Regions from separate parts of the Gossypium hirsutum genome. Here region 2 is linked to region 1. A link is a contact called in public Hi-C data. All regions are on one chromosome and are shown on one strand. Each heading gives the region's core, a stretch centred on a gene start, on an enhancer-like site or on the middle of the called end of the contact. The rest is flanking DNA. Distances are from core to core; before and after follow the strand shown. Region 1 has its middle 5.9 kb from the start of LOC107931098. Region 2 holds the start of LOC107931072 (uridine kinase-like protein 3).

What was found. A called contact is a pair of places that touch in the nucleus more often than the background predicts.
Region 2: a Hi-C map of fibers shows a contact between it and region 1, with 1.7 times the contacts expected there. The contact joins the promoter of LOC107931072 here to the enhancer-like site in region 1. A contact is called at or near these places in 5 of 34 Hi-C or Micro-C datasets (fibers, leaf and seedling).

What each region holds. Positions count from the first base shown.
Region 1 is chrA04:334,667-337,871 of Gossypium_hirsutum_v2.1, forward strand. No RefSeq gene overlaps it. Among protein-coding and RNA genes, the nearest start is that of LOC107931098, 5.9 kb to the right of the region's middle. Within about 2 kb of position 1,480, at least 1 of the 9 cell types and tissues checked has an H3K27ac peak or open chromatin away from gene starts, as enhancers often do. A contact at or near this core is called in fibers, where this site is marked.
Region 2 is chrA04:367,722-370,914 of Gossypium_hirsutum_v2.1, forward strand. It overlaps LOC107931072 (uridine kinase-like protein 3), which reads right to left and starts at 1,618. Exons shown (of 16, transcript XM_016862859.2): 1 at 1,514-1,618; 2 at 996-1,084; 3 at 596-756. The coding sequence starts at 746.

The sequences.
Region 1 (3,205 bases), core at 230-2,729:
CCAACAATTAGTTAAGTTGAAGTTAAGACCATCCATCTGCAAGAAACTTGTGTTGGTAGTACTACGAAAGTACCGGACGGATTGGATGAATATTCCTTGTTTATGATGAATGGCAGTCTTGTTCATGAACTCGGTGCTACTTATCAATCGATACCATGATTTATATACACACCTGAATGACTTGTAGAGAAACTTTGTTGGGATTTTAGCAAGGATTTCAACCATGATGTCTTCGGGAAGCTCCGACAAGATGCTACTTTCTTCATCTTCTTGTCTATTCTTCATCTCCATGTATACAAGTTTATGGAGCTATAAAACGAGAATACAGCTTACTACTTAGATGGATGAAAACCCTATGATGATGAAAGAACAAAAAAGAAGAAGAAGAAGAGTAAATTGGGTTATATGTTTTGGGTAAATTTCTTATTTAAATATGTTGACTTATATTAGGATTATTATCAAAGAAGCTAATTTATGTTAGGATTATTATAAAGAGTGAGCTAAAGATTATTTTATTTTATTTTATTTTAATAAATGGATTAATTTTTATTTAACAATATTTTAATTTTAGTTAGGATTGATTAATTGAATAAAATTAATGAATAATAATAAGGAAAATTAAATTTAAGAACATTTTAAAATAGAGTTTTTTTAATTTTAATTTATCGAATTCTATTTTCTAATTTAGTCCCTCTAATTAAGATAATTATCGAATTCTGTTTTTTTAATGTAGCAACAGTCTTAGAAAGATGTTCGCTTTTGCTATGCTGACCACGATCAATTAGCCTCAGCAGCACGTTAACAAAAGCAGTCCTTTCTAATTTTCCCAAGTAAAGCTCAGTCTGAATATCATTATCTGTGTTCCTGGAATCGCAGCATATAAGTGGAACACATCCCAATTTCCAAATACAAAAGACATACACAATGTTGTCAGAAGATTCTTACTGCTGCTCATGCTGTAAGTGCTTTTGGAATGTAGAGGTGAGCATGAGTCGGGTCGGCCAGTGTTTGGGTTGGGCTCGACTAAAAATTAGGCTTGTTTTGTTAGACTCAGGCCTGGTCCAAAAAAATGAGCTTTAAAATTTGTCCAAGCCCAACCCGGATAAAAATACTAAAACTCAGGCTCAACCTAGCCCACTCATATTAATTTTTATATTATTTTTATATGATTTTAAAATATATATAATACATAAAAAATACTAAAAATATCAAAATAAATATTTTCCAACAAATTGAAAATAAATTTTAAAAAATATGTATACTTAAATAACACTAAGATAGATGCAACTTAACAAACAAATATCTTTAAAATAATAATAAAAATAACAATAAAATAAGTTTTATACAATATCTAAATAATAATAACAAAATACTAGCAACATAATAGTAAAATGGCAGCAAAATAGGGAGAAAATAACAAAAAAATCATATTTAAAAAATCATATTTTTTTCCTTGAGTTAATTCAGGCCGAGCCCGGGCAAAAAATGTCTTACTCGAGGCCCGGCCTGTTTTTTAAACAAGCTTTATTTTTTTGTCCAAACCCATTTTTCGAGCCTATATTTTTACCTAAACCCTCTCATATTTCAGACGACCCAGCTAACCCGACCCATGCTGACCTGTATTGAAATGTAATCACCAAATATAACAAAACCCCGCAATGAATATGTCCACCTACCACCATTAGAGGGATGGTAATATACTAATATCTGCAAATAAAACAAATAAAAAACAGAAATGAGAAGCAATAAATAGAACCAATTGAGTAGAACATATAACTTAAAAGCAGTACTAAAGCATTTAAAAATGTTGGTAAACTAACTAATCCAAGAGGTTGACCAATTTCTCAAAGTGCTCTGGGGCCACATTACTAGGCTTCAGTAGATACACCTGTAATATTATTTTCAAAAATTGAGTATAAAAAGTTATACAAGGAACCATAAATGAGCATCAATTTGAAATTCTGACATACACAGGCCATGGATTTTTCATCTTACAACTGATTTTGCAATGGCCTTTGTAGGAGTGACTGTCTTGTACGTCCACTTCCACTTGCCATAGGAACCTGAAGTGACCAGAAAGGCAATGAGAAATTTAACGTATAAAAATTAAGCATAACTACAAGGCTGATTGAAACTAAAACATTAAATCAACTCGAAGAGAACCAAAAAGCTAGATTAAGAATGATTGAGAAAAGGGAGGGAAAGGAAGATTGCAATCTGGAGTTCGATTCTAGCAGAAATATTCTTGAGCTTTTGACCTTCAATTTGAAATATGAGGCTGAGATGGTCTTTGATCATAGTAGCATGTAGTGCTTGGTCTTTGACTCACACTTTGACTGAATGCATCCCAGCCGAGCTTGACCAAGCATTGCATGCTACTGTGATCAAAGACCATATCACCCTCGTATTTCAGATTAAAGGTCAAAGACTCAAGAATATTTCTGTTAGAGGTACAACAATTCTTAGGGATTGTTAATTATCTTATAGATTTTATTCTTAAAGTTTTTAAGTATATTAATCACTTGAGAAAGATGCTTAAGAAGGAACCTCCATCATGGTTATCCTCTCAAACCAGAGCTGTTCAAAGATTAAAAGAATTGACGCAAAATCTGCCACCACTCCAAATTCCTTCTAATGGGAAAAGGATCTTACAGACAGATGCTAGTGACAAATACTGGAGTGCAATTTTATTTGAAGAAAGAAATGGCAAGAGACATATCTGTGGTTACAAAAGTGGAAGGTTCTCAGAAGCACCACTCTACTTTCAAGGAGATTCTGGCGGTCAAAAAAGGTATTACAAAATTTAAATTTCATCTTACAGGATATCATTTTCTTGTTGAAATAGACATGTCTTCTTTTCCCAAAATACTCAAATTTAAACAGAAAATAGTCCCTCATCCTCAACTCTTTTGATGGGCTGAATGGTTTTCACAATTCAAATTCGACACCAAGTACATAAAAGGAAAGGAAAATGTTCTTGCTGATTTCCTTTCTAAGCCCAAAACTAAAATCTTTGCTTACAAAAGAGTTTTTTGGCCCAAACCCACCATGATGTATAGACCATCCTCTTCATCTTCTACACCTCTTACATCCCATCCTGTTGCTCCAAATCTCAATCCAGAATTCCCACCAAAAGTCATATCCCTTGTTGAACACCGAAACTTTCATCCAAAGATCAAAGAAATGATGTTTGAATATCAAATTC
Region 2 (3,193 bases), core at 368-2,867, 33 kb after region 1:
TAACCAAATACCACATAGTATAATCAACAAGGCTTGCATCTTGGGCCAATGAAAAGGAAAAGAGGTGATATTTTGTAGAAAATTGTTGAGGGTATATCGACTCTTCGAGAGAAGTCTTCAAAGTGTCGTCCTCTAGGCAAGTTGTACCATGTTTGCAAACATGTTGCCATTAAGCCTTGGTTGGTGGTTCATGCCATCCTGCCCGCGCCCAGGTCCCTCCATTATTATTCTCACACCCTATATTGACACATTTCTTGAGTCTTGCCCGTACCTATCTTCACCAACTAAGGCATTCCCATCTGCGAACCGGCTCTTCACAGAAGCTGAGGGCAAAACCCGAACACGGGGACAATATCTTCGATTGTTGGGGGTTCAGGGTTCTAAAGAACAACTCTTCGAAGACTTCTCCCAAAGGAGCCAATCCACCCTCAACAAATACTATATACTATTATGGTAATCGTTTCTTCAAAAAATAAAAATTAAAGAGGTGCTTGGATGTCCATAGAGTTTTTTTCATCAATCTTAAACAACTTTGGATCATTATTGCATCTAAAAAACAACATAAGTAATACAAGAACAATATTTTTGAACTTACCGATAAGAAAAGGTTGATTATGCATATTTTCAGTAGCCGGTGAAATCATAGGCTTCTTGATATGTCTAGAATCCAAACCATCCATGTGGAACCCAGAAAAATGCACCCCAGAAGAAGCCTCTATCATATTCTCAACTGCTGCAGAACCCATATCCTTAAGCCTACACATAATATAAGAGAAAACAAATATATGAGATAGAATATTATATAAGCTAAATCCAACATGGACTATCTTGCTTGATTGAATTGAATCTTAGTCCATTCATATTGCAAAATAGCGGTCCGTTACCGAAATAGCGGCCGTTATATAGCGGTAACGGCACCGTCCGAAACCGCTACTGCCGAAACCCGCTATACCCGCAATACACAATAAGTAATGTAAAATTCACGACCGCGATACCTGCAATGACCGCAATAGCATCCGTTATGTCCGCAACCGCGATAAACGCAATGCGACCGAAAACGCGACCGCGACCGCAATTTAAATCCCTGTTGCAAACAACCCCGTTACAGTAAATTCATTAAGAAGCTGAATCATCATAGAAACAACCCCAATAAAGATCACTCACAAACATTCAAACACAAGCACCACACATGAATCCAATCTCTAATACAACAAAACAGAGTTATACTTAACAACATTCAAGTAAAATCCACCACCAAAAAACAAGAGTCTTAGCTTCAATCAGGTGAATCTAGCATCTATATAATCTCTTCATAAACCCTAACACTTTTTGAAAGAATTAAAAATACCCAGATCAAAATCAACACACTAAACACAAGCAAAAACAAAAGAGAAAATAGTGAATTTCAAGCAAAGGTTATATATTTACTAGGTCACTTAAAGCAGAACAAAGAAAAAACCAAGTAAAAAAAAAGATTAACTAGTAAAATGAGGATTTATTGAATTGAAATTACCAGATTCAATGGATTATTAGAGGGAGGGAGAGGGAAAAAAATGTTCTTTTTTAGAGAGTGGTGGTGAGATGTATGGGGAAATTGATTTTAGTTCAAGGTATTTATACAGTTTAAGAGTGAGTGAGAGGTTTTGTGTAAGCAATTTGTATTTGAATTTGAATTTGCATTTTGGACCCTAAAGTTTTAATTTTTAATCAAAATGATATTTTTATTTTGGGTAAATTATAAAAGTAATCATTTTTGTTTGCCTCAGATTATATTTTAATCATTTATGTTTAAAATATTACGTTTTAGTCACTTACGTTATTGTTTTGTTACATAGTGGTTACTCTATTGTTAAACTCCGTTACCTCCCTAACGATAATCAAAATGAGTTTTAAATACCAACTTGGATGTTCAATTGGGACGACAATAGGTTTTTAATTAAATAAATTTAATTAATTAAAAATTTTAAATTAATTACACCTTGAACTTGAAAACAAAAATCGTTCGTCTCTTTTTAATTTTCTTTTTCATTTTGACTAAAAAACTATTATCACCTTAGTTGGACATCCAAGTTGGCAAGTTGGCATTTAAAACCCATTTGAACTGCCACGTAGGATTGTTGTTAGGAAGGTAACGAAACTTAACGACAGAATGACTACTTCGTAAGAAAACAACAATGTAAGTGATTAAAACGTAACATTTCAAATATAAATAATTAAAATATAATCTTAAGCAAACAAAAAGTGACTATTTTTATAATTTATCCTTTTATTTACCATATATAGATCAATTCTATTGGATATATACAATCAATTACATTCAAAGTCACTCACTTTTCATATGCAAAAGAACATGTGCTTTAACTCCTCCATTTCACCAAGTAAATTAGTTTAGGTTAAAATATATCATAAGTTGTTATACTTCTCGACAATTTAGAATTTAATCTTTATATTTTTATTTCTAGAAATTTAGTTCTTTACATTTTAGATTTCAGATCTCAAGTCTAGGTGATTGTTTTTTGAGTTTTTATCAATTTCGAGTAATTTATGCAAAAGGTCAGTTATATCTATATATTTAAATTATTATATTGATTAGTTTTTAACAAAAAGATTAATTTGTTCTTTTATATCACATACAGAGACTAATTTATTCAATTTTTTAAATAAAAAGAGTAAAATGTAATTAAACTTATAATATATGGGCCTCTATAGCAATTTTACCATTTCAAATCCGACATATTATTCAAAATTCAGCCAACTCATTTACCATCTCAATAAAAGCACCGCCCCCTTGAGAGGGAAGTACACGTGGAAAACATGAAGGATTTGATTGGTGTAGATTTTATTTCAGTTAGCAGTGGGCCCCAGTGGCAGGTGTATGGCCCATTCTTCAACGGCTGGGTGTTTCCTTTCAAAGGTGGGTCCCTACTCCCTATCGAATCTTCAATTATTATTCTCACAGCTGTCTTTCCCGTATTCATCGCCTTCTCTATATGGCTCCTCTGGATGGGATTTATTTTGACTGCGATATTTAATTTTATCGTTACCGTTATTTTTATGTAATTAAACGTATTGTTTATTTAAATAATTTTTTATTTTTTTTTAATCATTAAAATAATTATAAGATTTTATTATTCCATAATTTAGTAATGGGATGATGAAGCGAGTAATTACGATAAATATTAAAATTATATAT